2 separate regions of the Danio rerio genome follow, and region 1 is linked to region 2. The links are chromatin contacts, called in public Hi-C maps. All regions are on one chromosome and are shown on one strand. The core of a region is the stretch at or near the end of the contact, and the rest is flanking DNA. Distances in the headings are between cores, read along the strand shown. Region 1 has its middle 66 kb from the start of impdh1a. Region 2 overlaps frmd4a (FERM domain containing 4A).

Region 1 (6,256 bases), core at 2,300-4,799, 190 kb after region 2:
CTTCCACTGATAGAGAATTCCTATTAAAGCGATAGTTCACCCCAATAAATAAAGTAATAAATAAATGACTCACAATTTACTCATCCTCAAGTGGTTACAGAACTTTATAAGTTTCTTTTTTCTGTTGAAGACAAAAGAAGATATTTTGAAGAATGCTGGAAACCGGTAACCATTGACTTCTATTAAAAAAATCAAATAAAACCAATGATTCAACATTCTTCAAAACATTTTCTTTTGTGTTCAACAGAAGAAAGTAACTTCAAACTTCGGCCTAAAGCATCGTCGGGGTGGCATAAAATAAAGACGTAAGAAGCAGGGTTGTCACGATACAGAAATTCGGTACCAATCGACATTGGAATGTTAAAAACGTCCATTTCCTGCTAACATTTGAGCGCTGTTGAGTGTGTTCTTAAACAGCGCTGATTTGCCATTGTGTTCACATGCTCAACAGAATTGATTGGCCATGAAGGTCATCAGTCCCAGCTGGGTCAGTTGGCATTTCTGTGTGGAGTTTGCATTTCCTTCCCGTGTTAGGGTGGGTTTCCTCCGGGTGCTCTGGTTTACCCTACAGTCCATGCACTATAGGTGAATTGAATAAACTAAATTGGAGTTTAGAGTATGTGTGTGAATGAGTGTGCATGGATGTTTTCCAGGACTGGGTTGCAGCTTAAAGGACATCCACTGTGTAAAACATATGCTGGATAAGTTCATTCTGTTGTGGTGACCCCTGATTAATAAAGGGACTAAGCTAAAAAAAATGAATGAATGAATAAACTTACAAATAAGCAAAGAAAAGGATCATTGTTGTAGTCTCACTAGCAAACTTTTGGCCAATCAAACGCAGGCTGGGACGTGTATATTAATGCTCCCATGTGTGATGTAACAGTCTATGTTTTGTTTCGATCTGCCTGTTTTTCATTGGGAATTTACACTTAAAGGTCTTGTGAGGTGCTTTGAAATGTGCAATTGTTATTCGATGTTTGATGTAATGAAACAGAAAAATGTAGAGAAGGTGGGACATAGAGTAGCTCCTCCCCTTTACAAAAACAGCCAACTAGAGATTATTTTTTTTACCACAGCTCTGCCAGTGAGAGCAGCAGAGATCAAGCACATCAAATGAGAAGCTTCTTGAAGGGAGCGGGGCATGCCAGATTCTAGAGAGCATTTGATTGGTCAAGATTCAATGAGAAATTGAAGTATGAGGTGAGATAAAAAAAAAAATCGTTGATCTATGTAGGCGGAAGTGACAAACTGCAAGCATTACATGTTTATATTAGTTTTATGTTTTCTAATGGCGATTGTTGTCACTGATTGGGAACACACTAGCTTATAGATAACCTTAAAACTAACAGACTGAAACTAACTTTAAAAATCGTAATAGATTTAATGAGAATGAGGAAACAATGGTGTTTGATACTACTGGTTAGGGCTGGGCGATAAAATTGGTATCGGCATTTATTGACAGAACACTATTGTCAATAACAATAAAAAAAAGTTTGGTATGAAGTTTCGTTATGAATCGCTATTATGAAATGAGCGCACAGCTTGGAGTGGTGTGCAAGTGGCGCACACGTGACGCGCACGCATTTTCCAAGAGTGCCTAGTTGAAAAACATCGGAACTTTTCCAAACCACGCTCTCGTGCTTGTCACTTCAGGTCAGAATAACAATACACATGAATATGAGTGCCGTATGGCAGCAGTGAAGCGATTGTAGATAAAAAAGAATGTAAAGATGTCGCCAGAGTGGCTTTTTGGTTTCTTTTCTTGTGCGTACCATCCACTAGCTCCCCATCTGAAAGATTTCTCAGCATAGGGGGTAATGTAGTCATTCAACTTCCCAATTTGTAATGTTGCATAGTGTATTTGAATAATGATGGTAAGTTATTTTACTCGAAAGCTCAGATTTGGTTATCATAATTTGTTTTGTTTACAAAGTTTGAGGTTTACTGTATAATTATTATTGACACCTGACAGATGTTGATCTACCTTTACCATTGGACACACTTTGAAACATTTTATTGATCAAGTTTAAGAATCTCTTAAACACTTATGTTTATTTAATTATAAAGAGATCAGATGTGTTGTTTAAATATTTTTGTTTTGACTATTAAAACTATTTGAATAGTAAAATCCCCCAGCCCTGCTCATGGTATGCCATTTCCATGTACTGAATGGTCAACTATGTCTAGGTATATCCAGATTTTCACTATATGGCACCTTTAAATCTACAAAGAAAACGTGCATGAGCAGCTCAGTCGCCATAGCAACCATTGACAACAATAGGCTGTGGCAGAATCGATGCGTTAAAGTGAGGATCAATGACGAGCACAGCAGACCTGTCATATTATCTCTGAGCAGATTCACACCCTCAGGGCTGCACGTGTGTGTTTGTGTGTGCGTGTGTGTGTGTGTGTGTGTGTTATTGATAACTGCACGGCATTGGGCTTGTTTGAAGAGCATTAACATGTCTGCTCTTGCTCCCCACACACACACACACACACACACACAAACACACACACACACACATACATACATACAAACACAAACAAACACGTGTGGAATATGTGGAGCACACATGTATGAACTAGCAAATCGATTGGAAGTTCATGATGAAATCCCTGCACAACTTTGGTCATTCATTCATATCCCTGATGGCTCTGAGTAAATGCACAATGGAGATGCTGTTTGCTTTGCTCTCAGCTTCTACCAGTCTCAATCTCTCATCATTTTAACTAAAGCACAGGGACAATTATAGGATTTTCTGGTTGGCAGCTGCACATTTTCTGTAATAATTTTTAAGCAATCATTTTTAGGTGGATTGGTGATAGAGAACTTATTTTGATGATGATAATTTTATACAATAGTTTTAGGTGGGTCAACAGTGAAACAACTATTCATTGATGATATATACAGTATAGATATATTTTGATAATATGTGAAAATATAAATATATATAATTATCCCTGCTGAAAAATTCAGCTTAAACCAGCCTAGGCTGGTTGGCTGGTTTTAGCTGGTCGACCAGGCTGGTTTTAGAGGGGTTTTGGCCACTTCCAGGCTGGTTTCCAGCCATTTACAGCCTGGTCTTAGCTGGTCAGGCTGGGAGATGACCAGCTAAAACCAGCTTGACCAGCCTAGCCAAGCTGGGAGTCCAGCCAAAACCAGCTATATCCAGCTTAAACCAGGCTGGTCAAGCTGGTTTTAGCTGGATTTAGCTGGTCATTTTCCAGCCTGACCAGCAAAGACCAGGCTGGAAATGGCTGGAAACCAGCCTGGAAATGGCCAAAACCCCTCTAAAACCAGCCTGGTCAACCAGCTAAAACCAGCCAATATTGCAGTTCTATGTTCAAATCGGAAGACACAAACTTTCAAGTTTCCAACATATCATAAAAGAAAAAGGCGTCACCTCATTGTTATGGAGTGTGACTCACTTAAGTTCTTTCATTGCTTTTTTACAATCTCACTGCACTTTTACAATCGCATTGTGTTCCTGCAGGTCTTGCTTTCATATATCATTATAGGTGATGAAAAGCCCCAGTAAAGCAGGACTTGCATTTGTGTGAAGGAGACCCTGCAAACACTAAAGTATGAAGTCACTCGCTCTGCAGTCGCCTAGCAACTGTCGTCAAGGGCAACCCCTGCCTGGCTTTCCAGACGGCAAGCAGTGATGGCTGCATCTGTGTTTCTTCTTCGCTCCTCACTGCGTTTTTTTTTTGTTGTTGTTGTTGCTGTTGTTGTTTTTTTGGTTCAGTGGGGGTGGGAGACAGCAGGAAACAAGCGGGAAGCGGGACAGTGCGGTCTGTCCGTCATCTCTGATCTCCGTCTCTCTCCCGCCTCCAGTGCCAGGGCAAACATGCAAACACACACACACACACACATAAGCACAAACAAAAAGAAGGACAGCCAGCCAGTTTCTGCTCTGTGTGACGTCCATTCATACAGCTAATGGCAAAACATGATTTTTCAGGCTATTCTGCCCATTTCCAAGGCTCGAAATCTATCTGTGCTGCATCCACCATTTACGTCATCACTGTATTCAATAACATCATCAGATGCAGTCATTTCTTACGCACTGTGAATAAAGTAGTGGGTTGCGATGCCCAAATAGAGGGCATGCAAAGGCTGAATGCAAATAAATATCTGATTAGGAAGGTAAAATTAGGTGTTAAATTTTACCTTTGATGGCCAATTACACTTACATGTATTAATCTAGATCAGCGGTTCTCAAACTTTTGTCATCAAGTACGACCTCAGAAAAAAATTGTCTCTCCAAGTACCACCATAATAAACAGTATTGAAATACAGTAGCGTAGTAGGCCTAATTAAGCAGCTACAGCTCTGCACAGTTCAAAAAACAGGCAGATTAATTCCTATTATTAAGAATATTTATTATTGTCAGCCACTTTAAACATTATAAATAGTTTGAACATTAACACTGCCCTGTGCTTACAGGTAAAAAACTAACAAAATAAAATGTCAACATTAATTTAAAAGTTAAATTAAAATGGAAGTCTATAGTTTGAAAAAAAAAAAAAACACTCTTGGACTTAAATGTAATGTGTTAACATATAGTCGACTATTCATCAAAACCTGGATACGTTGCTTGGACCTCATAAATATAGTAATCATATTCATATATAAATAATTTGTAATAAAAGTTTTTAAAATATATTTTGCATGGATATATGACATATTCCTCCACGTACAACTAAAAGGAAGCCCGCGTACCACTCTTACACGTACCACAGTTTGAGAACCATTGATCTAGATGAACGATGGATTATAGAGAAGGTTTTCTATCTGGGATTTAGGGAGTGCTAAAAGGTCTATGGGATTTTTGGAGTAGAAGTCACATTTTAAAAATGCAAATATAATTTGAAACAAAAGTATAAGAATAAAGCATTTAATACAAAATATGATCAAACAACATAGCAAATAATCTAAAATGTGATTGAAATAAATAAAATTCTAATTCACAAAATCAATCAAAATCAATTAAATTTTAATTATTTAAATAAATTTCCAGTCTTAGTCAAATGAATAATCTAGAAAAGTATTTGCACTTAAACCTTTGAGATCTAAAAAGTAAATATATTTTTATTCACCTATTTTTTAAGAACACTGGTTTCCTTTTTGACACTAAAATAAAGTGACACTTCGGTACTGCACAGAATGTAATGGAAATCTGGGTCTTAAAGCAAGACTATTATAAAAAAAAATCACTGTTAAACCATGAGAACAAAACTCAAACTGTGACTTATTGGGCTCAAGACTTGATTTCTGTCCCCTGTAGAACCGACACATGGTGAGTCTCTGCATGAATGTACAAGTGAGAAGACAGAACTTCAACATGTTGCGTCATCTGCTCCTCTCTCCGAGTACCACAGGATTCAATTAATAGAAAACCATCCCCTCCCATAATGGAGAGATTACTGTTATCCCACAGAGTGAGTATTGCAATGCATTTAAGGAGATAAAAGAGGAAATAATGAAATAAAACTCCCCTGAGAGTCTGGCATTACTTCCCATACTGGCAAAGGATTTCATCCATTGTCATACAGTAGACAGACTCAAAATGCATTGCTATTTTAAGATAATGACATTATTTAAAAAAGCAAGTCACATGATGCTGCTTAACCTGTTAAAACATGTTTACAGGCTAACTGAGCTTGTTTTCTTAAGTCTTTTTTGCAAACGCTTAGGTTTATATCTGAACCTAAATTTCATGACCTAAAATTAATCAGTAAAGATTGTAAATTTAACTACTTTTGTAGTAGAATACCGATCCTGATATCTGATAAAGATATCTAAATAGGTGGTTTCATGTTTCACATTTTTAAAAGTGTTGGCAGACATTTAAAAAGACTTTCATTTGTAGGATTTATAGGTGTTACAGAGGATGGATGAATGGATGGATGGATGGATGGATGGATGGATGAATAGATGGACAGAATGAGACTGGATAGATGGATGGATGTATGGATGGAAGGAGGGATGTATGATAGAATGAGACAAGATGGATGGTGGATGGAATGAGACAAGATGGATGGATGAATAGAATGAGATTGGATAGATGGAGGAATGGATGAAACAATGAGCCTTTAGATACACCAGAAAAACAGATTAATAGACAGATGGATGGATAGACTGAGACAGTTTAAATGGATGGATGGAGGGATGAATAGATAGAATGAGAGGATGGATGGATAGACGGGTGGATGAATGGGTGGATGGATAATGGATGGAATATTGAGC
Region 2 (6,851 bases), core at 3,289-5,788:
TTTTAAATGCACCAAAATACATTGCCTATATTCACTGAGAAATGGATAGAAATATTAATTTTCAAAATGTGGTGTACTCAATTATGCTGAGCACTGTATATTCTTATTCATATCCTTGTTACGCGACTCGCGGCATTCTGAAAAGTTTAGACAAAGACTATAAAATACACAAGAAAGTTTTGAATAGGGAAAAGTGTCAACATGGTGAATGAAGCCCCGTCTACACAGCATAATCCAATGAGTAAAATCTACTCAGTTCAGAGAGTATTTTTTCCCTCTTTATAGTAAGGCAAACTTTATCTTACTTTATAGTAAGTAACGTTAGTAATTTGTGGAGTTGCTTATTGATCCAGTTGATCTTCTGCTGAGATTTTGAGAGATTCAGTGTATTATATTTCAGCTGATTTCATCTAAGGCTGTGATTTCATGTGAAGTCAGTTGTAGTTTTGTGTTTCTCTTCTGTGTTTCTGCTTAATAACGACAGGTGTTCATCATCAGTCCTCAATCATCACTTACTCAATGCTTTCAATGTTTCATTAACCTAAGTAACATTAACTAAATTCAAAGAGGGACCAAATACTTTCTAAACTGAGTAAATTTTACCCAGAGGATTTTGCTGTGTACTAGTACAGGAGCCAATCATCAAGCTTTATAGACTGACTTTTCTCTGGGGGAAACTAACTGTTTTTACGACAGTTTGGTGATCAACAAACAAACTGGAATCTCTGCGAATACCTGCTTCACAGACATAAAAAAACATCCATATAAAGTTTGAACTCTGTGCTTTTAAATAAAAAAAAAAACAACACGTAGGTTTTTACTTTTGTAATCTGCATGAAATATGAAATGAAGGCGGGGTACAGTCCATCTTGTCAAACGCACATCACATGACAGCAGCAACTAATAAATCACCAACAAATTTGTAAACAAAGCGTCGCTGTCATTTCTGGAGGAGAATCGCCATCAAGACGAGTTGTAAATTACTTCAGAAGACCAGTGCGACCAGACGATCATTATCCAGAGGATGATAATGTATACCACTGCCATTAATGAGGTTGGTGTTGTGATCTTGTTCATTACGGGTGCGCATGCTCATTAGCTCACGTAACCTGAAAATATGCCTATTTTGATTTGAACGTTTAGAAGCTAAACTTATGAGACAGATGTTGTTTAATTTTATTGGTGATTCCAAATACTGTATTTACTGTAATCGTAAGCTTGGCAAACAGTTTTGGAGAGTTTGATGTTTCCCCATTCAGACAGAATGCCCCAACAAGATGGCTGCCAAGTAAATTACTCCCCTTAAAGAGACTTTGATTGGAAATAACAGACTTGTGAGCGGAAAAGACGCAATATCGTCATTTTTGATCTCCAGCAGTTGATCTTCAGACATGCTGGATTCACCTGATTTGTTGACAAATGCATTGCGTATCCATTTCTTGGCAGTTTGTAAGTCCTTCACTGGGTCTTTTTAACCTTTAAATGTCATTTTAAGCTGAATACTAGTAAAATATCTAGTAAAATATTATGTGCTGTCATCATGGCAAAGATTTTAAAAAATCAGTTATTAGAAATGAGTTATTTAAACTATTATGTTTAGAAATGTGTTGAAAAAATCCTCTCTACAATAAACAGAAATTGGGGGAAAAAATATACAGGAGGGCTAATCATTCTTCAACTGTAGGTGGGCAGAAATGCTAATAGATTTTACCTGTAAGATGTAGGATGCTAGTTCAAACACCACCTCGCTGTCCACTTCTATGAGCTCCTGTAAAAAATAAATAATTAAATGATTAAATAAAGAGGTTGGGGATCACAGCAGACAGGACATCTTCATTAATCTGTCCCTTATCTTATCTCTCTCGTCTTTTAATGAGCTGATCTGCTGACTTATCACTGAAGGGTCTATCTATGTCACTCCAGCTATTTCCTGTGTAATCAATAGGAGGACAAAGCCACATAAGCACACATGGGTTTTAGGTGAGGGGGTTATTGAAGTGTAGGGGGTCCGTTTTTCTTTAATGACCAAGTCAAATGGAGCGATTCATTAGCTTTGCTGAGTATAAGAATTTCAGGAATGTCACACACACACACACACACACAGACAGACAGACAGACAGACAGACACACACACACACACACACACACACACACACACACACGCGCGCACACACACACACACACACACACGAAAAATTAAATTGTAAGCAATGAGCTCATGGTGGGAATGTGTGGTATGTGACCAGTCAAACACCCATACAAAAATATCAAATGTTTTTAGAAAAAGGAAACTATAAAAAGAAGATGAAAAAATGAAATAGCAGAAATTCTGATTATTATTAATATTATTATAACCTTTATTTCACCAGGAAAAGCACATTAAGATTAGAAATCTCTTCTACAAAAGTCTCCTGGCAAAGATAAGACAGTAAGCATGGGTTTAATAAACAAACAAATAACAGGTAACATCACTTATCCATCAAAACACACATACAATGACAGTTCAAAACTATTCTGAACATCTACAGGTCAATGTTTCAAACTCCAAATCATATTAAATCTTTTTAAGAGCCTGAGTTGAAACCAACTCTTTAAACTGCAACTATGTTTGACGTTACGCACCACTGGTAAAGACAATAAATAAACTTCCTGAAACTGAAGGCTATAGATAGAGACAGTTTTTTTTACAAATGTAAGTTTGGAGATATGAGGGGAGTAAACCCAGAGTAGACCACTGCCATATCACCCTGTAGGCCAAGACCAGTTACTCACTGAAGCTAAGCAGGGCTGAGCCTGGTCAGTACCTGGATGGGAGACCACATGGGAAAACTAGGTTGCTGTTGGAAGTGGTGTTTGCGAGGCCAGCAGGGGGCGCTTAACATGTGGTCTGTGTGAATCCTAATCCCCTAGTAAAATGGGGGACACGATGCAGTCAGTGAGCGCAGGACAGCTGTGGTGTCACCCTTCTGATCGTTGCATAACGTGATTACCCTCTAGCATGCAAAAGTAACTCAGATATTAATTCAGGGTTTAGAAAAGTTTTGATTCTGCACTTTTGGCAGAAGCCCTTTCAGAAACAATCTTTCTTTTCATGCATACAAGGCTATGTTGGTCTTTCAGAAAGAATTTCAGATTGATGCAGAGTTTGCCTAATGACATCTCTCTGTCAGCAATAGTTCTGTGCTTTACGTGTGTGTGCGAGTGTCTTATCTGTCTGCTTAAAGAGGCTGCGCAGAAATTCAAATTCTGTTGACAGACAGTTTGAGATACCTGTCGTAATGTCGGTCCGACAATATTTAATTGGATAAACATTTTTTAGTTTTATGCCTTGTGCAGAATATAAAAATAAATATAATAAAATTTAGATCATTTACTTTAATCATTACTAATGGAATGTGAAGAGACTTTCAAACAGCACGACACTAGATGTTTCTGAAGACAATCATCTACTGCACCTTTCATGCATTTTAAAATACAATGAATATATTTTAAAATACAAAAAATCTGTTTTATAAAAATAATAATAATAATAATATTATTATTATTATTATTATTATTATTATTATCATCATTATTTTTAAGCATTTTTAGCTTTATTCATCAGTGTCACATGATCAGTCAGAAATCATTTCCTGATGTGGGGACAGAAGTTACAATACTAGTTATGATTAGTAATGCACCATGCTGCACAACTCACCCACTACATATTTACATGTACGCCAAGCTGATTTCACTAATTTGGACCTTTTCCTGGATAAACATCTATGTTGATCCTGGGACAACATTCCAATCAGCCAATCAGAATTAAGGGATACATTTACTGTTTATGTTAAGTTTAGGCATTTGGTTAGGGTTATGCACTTCTACACAATTGTTATCCAACTATTTTTGCCCTCTGCTTTTGGGAATAATTTACAAATATGGTTGGGTTTAGGGGTAGGGAATAGGTATGGATCACATTTTACAACAAAAATGATGGTCCAGGATCAATATAGATGTTAATCCAGCTAGGATCACATCGTGCTTGGCAAAATCATGACTGACATATTTACATATATATATATATATATATATATATATATATATATATATATATATAGTTTTAATATAAATAATATGTATAAACTAATTATTTCAAGAAGCCTTTGTCTAGGAGTAATGTTTGGATATAAAATCAGCTCGGTTAGCTAATATTTTACTATACAAATGATCCTTAACACATATGACGATGCTTATATTTACACTCATTCATATGCTTTTATTAATTTATTACATCTCTTTGGCACACATCAATTGTTGTTTTATTTGTATAATTATTTGGAATTTTAGGACCAAAGCAATAGTACCTGGATGCAGACTTGGATTTGCAAGCTGACACTGCATATCTCACACTTGCAATGTCAGACACCATGCACTCAACGGTGCTGATGACGTCACTGTGAGGGTTGCGGTTAGGATTGGAGTTAGGTGTGGGCATAAAAAGGCAACTCAGCTTGCAAATGCACCAAGTCTGCATCCAGACCTCAAGGAAGCAAAGGGGCAGTAGCTAATACTGCTCTCTAGTGGTAGACCAGTGATAAACACGTACCTTATAGATGCAAGACTTTGCATTGAGGAAGAACAGCTCGATTGTGGCATTATCCTTAAGGTAAGAGATGCTTTCAATGTAGAACCTGCAAAAGAGGAAACGTATACATCAACACAATGGCAAAGTAAAAACAGAAGTAGTCACTTAAATAATATAACCAATTCACTGACTAAAACAACCAATCACAGGTTATTATGAATATGATTTAAAGGTTTTCAGTACAAGTAATCAATTCTAATTGCACTTCATCAACCATTTACACAGTTTCAATGAGCTCACTGAAAGACACAAGTTAAACCAAACTATTACATTAAAGTAGTCAGTAATGTCCTAATTTATAAATATTTGAAAACAAATTGAAAAAATACTTTGATTGATTAATAATTATGTAATTAGATTTCATAATGAACTTCTTACATTAAAACAGTCCCATTCGTAACGCAGTAGTGTTCAACACTGAATATATTGAATGCAGATGATTTGCTTATCAAGGATCCTCACATCTTCATGGAAGACATTTAATTGAAACATTTAATTTAATTTGCTTTTTTGTATCTCAACAATTAAACAAACCAAAAAATTACACTAAAACTAGAAATAACAAGCTCTGTTGAAGTGGCGGGTCAAATTAAAGGTTACCATGGGGCCAACTTTGGTCTGCTGGCCCTTGTTTGGGCATATCTGCACTAGACTATGGATGCAGATTCATAAAGCAGTCGCTAGAGGGCATTATAAACACTCCCAATATCCTCTTACTGTCATATCCCTGTCAAAAGCCGCAAAAAGAAAACAATTTCCATTTTACAAGCTTCATTTGGCACTCAGATTTGAGTTAGCAGCAAGTACAACTGCAAACAAACACATAAATAAGTAATCGTCTCAAAATCAGCATAAATAAACAAGTGCTCTCAGCAAGGCGCTTTTCCTTTCTGTTAAAGCCGTGGAATTCACACATGAACAATTACAGACATGCATGTCAACACATATATGTACAGATAGCCTTAAACATACTGTATATAAGCCATGCACTGGACTTAAAATGAACCCTATATGGTACTCGATACACAAAGACACATACTTTGAATCAATGGCTGGCTGTTTAAAGGGGAGCTATCATGCCTCTTTTACAATTCGTAAAATAAGTCTCTGAGTGTGTATGTGAAGATCAAAATTCCCCACAAATAATATTTTTATCTCTGTGAAACTGCCCCTTTTAGGCTTTGATCCAAATTGATCCGTTTTGGTGACTGTCCCTTTAAATTAAAATGAGATTTTACTCACAGAACTATTTTCAAAAGAAGCTGCAAAAACCTATGCCTCAGATTCAAAACAGGATAAACCTTTAATATTATTACTGAGTGTTGATTCTACATTGAATTTTACCAAGTTACAAAAAAGCTGTTTGGCTAGCTGGCTAACTTAAGATCTGCAACAAAAAAAAAACAACAACAACAAAAAAAGATTAGCACAGCATGGGTTTTCTCTACATAACTTGGACATGTACAAGTTGTTGGCACAACTCTGGGACATTATAATGTTGGAATTATCCACAGTTAGAGTGAACTTGTGAAGGCTCTCGCGAAAATCTGGACTGTAGCTGCTGACCAAATCTCCTTGTTTATTGCACAAAGCATCGATAAGGACCCAGAATGATTGGCTTATGTTCTATTGATCTCTCATTCTTGATACTGTACTTTTGTGAATTTTCTTTCCTGTTTTTTCTGTTAAATTCTATTTATTGGATACGCCAATTTAAAGAGACCGCAGGGGGTGGTGGTAGTTGAATTGATATATGTCATCCATTTATTAATTTTCTTTTCCGCTTAGTTTCCTTATTAATCAGGGGTCACCACAGCGGAATGAACCGCCAACTTACCAAGCATGTTTTTACGCAGAGGATGCCCTTCCAGCCGCAACCTATGACTGGGAAACATCCATTCACACTCATACACTACAGACAATTTAGCTTAACCAATTCACTTATAGCGCAGGTCTTTGGACTTTTAGGGGAAACCGGAGCACCTGGAGGAAAACCACATGTCCTTTTCAGTGGACCGAGTTCAACTCCACCTCGCGGTCTTATGCCAATCCTTCCCCTCTCTCTACTCCCCAGGCTTTCCTGTCAATTCTCTCTACTAGCCTATCTAACAAAGGTGAAAACCCCGAAAAGGTAATTATATATATAAAAAAAAAAGTCGAAGACAGTGTCCATTTGTGCATCCAAAAAATCTACATTTTTAAAGCCTAATAGTCACTGACATTA

The links. A called contact is a pair of places that touch in the nucleus more often than the background predicts.
Region 1: a Hi-C map of embryo shows a contact between it and region 2, with 2.4 times the contacts expected there. The contact joins two enhancer-like sites. A contact is called at or near these places in 4 of 18 Hi-C or Micro-C datasets (caudal fin, embryo, hematopoietic stem cells and 1 more).

What each region holds. Positions count from the first base shown.
Region 1 is chr18:9,970,647-9,976,902 of GRCz12tu, forward strand. It overlaps a transcript of frmd4a not described here. Among named protein-coding and RNA genes, the nearest start is that of impdh1a, 66 kb to the right of the region's middle. Within about 2 kb of position 3,550, at least 9 of the 62 cell types and tissues checked have an H3K27ac peak or open chromatin away from gene starts, as enhancers often do.
Region 2 is chr18:9,774,708-9,781,558 of GRCz12tu, forward strand. It overlaps frmd4a (FERM domain containing 4A), which reads right to left. Exons shown (of 22, transcript NM_001128535.1): 4 at 4,589-4,673; 5 at 1,712-1,768. Among named protein-coding and RNA genes, the nearest start is that of frmd4a, 28 kb to the right of the region's middle. Within about 2 kb of position 4,539, at least 4 of the 62 cell types and tissues checked have an H3K27ac peak or open chromatin away from gene starts, as enhancers often do.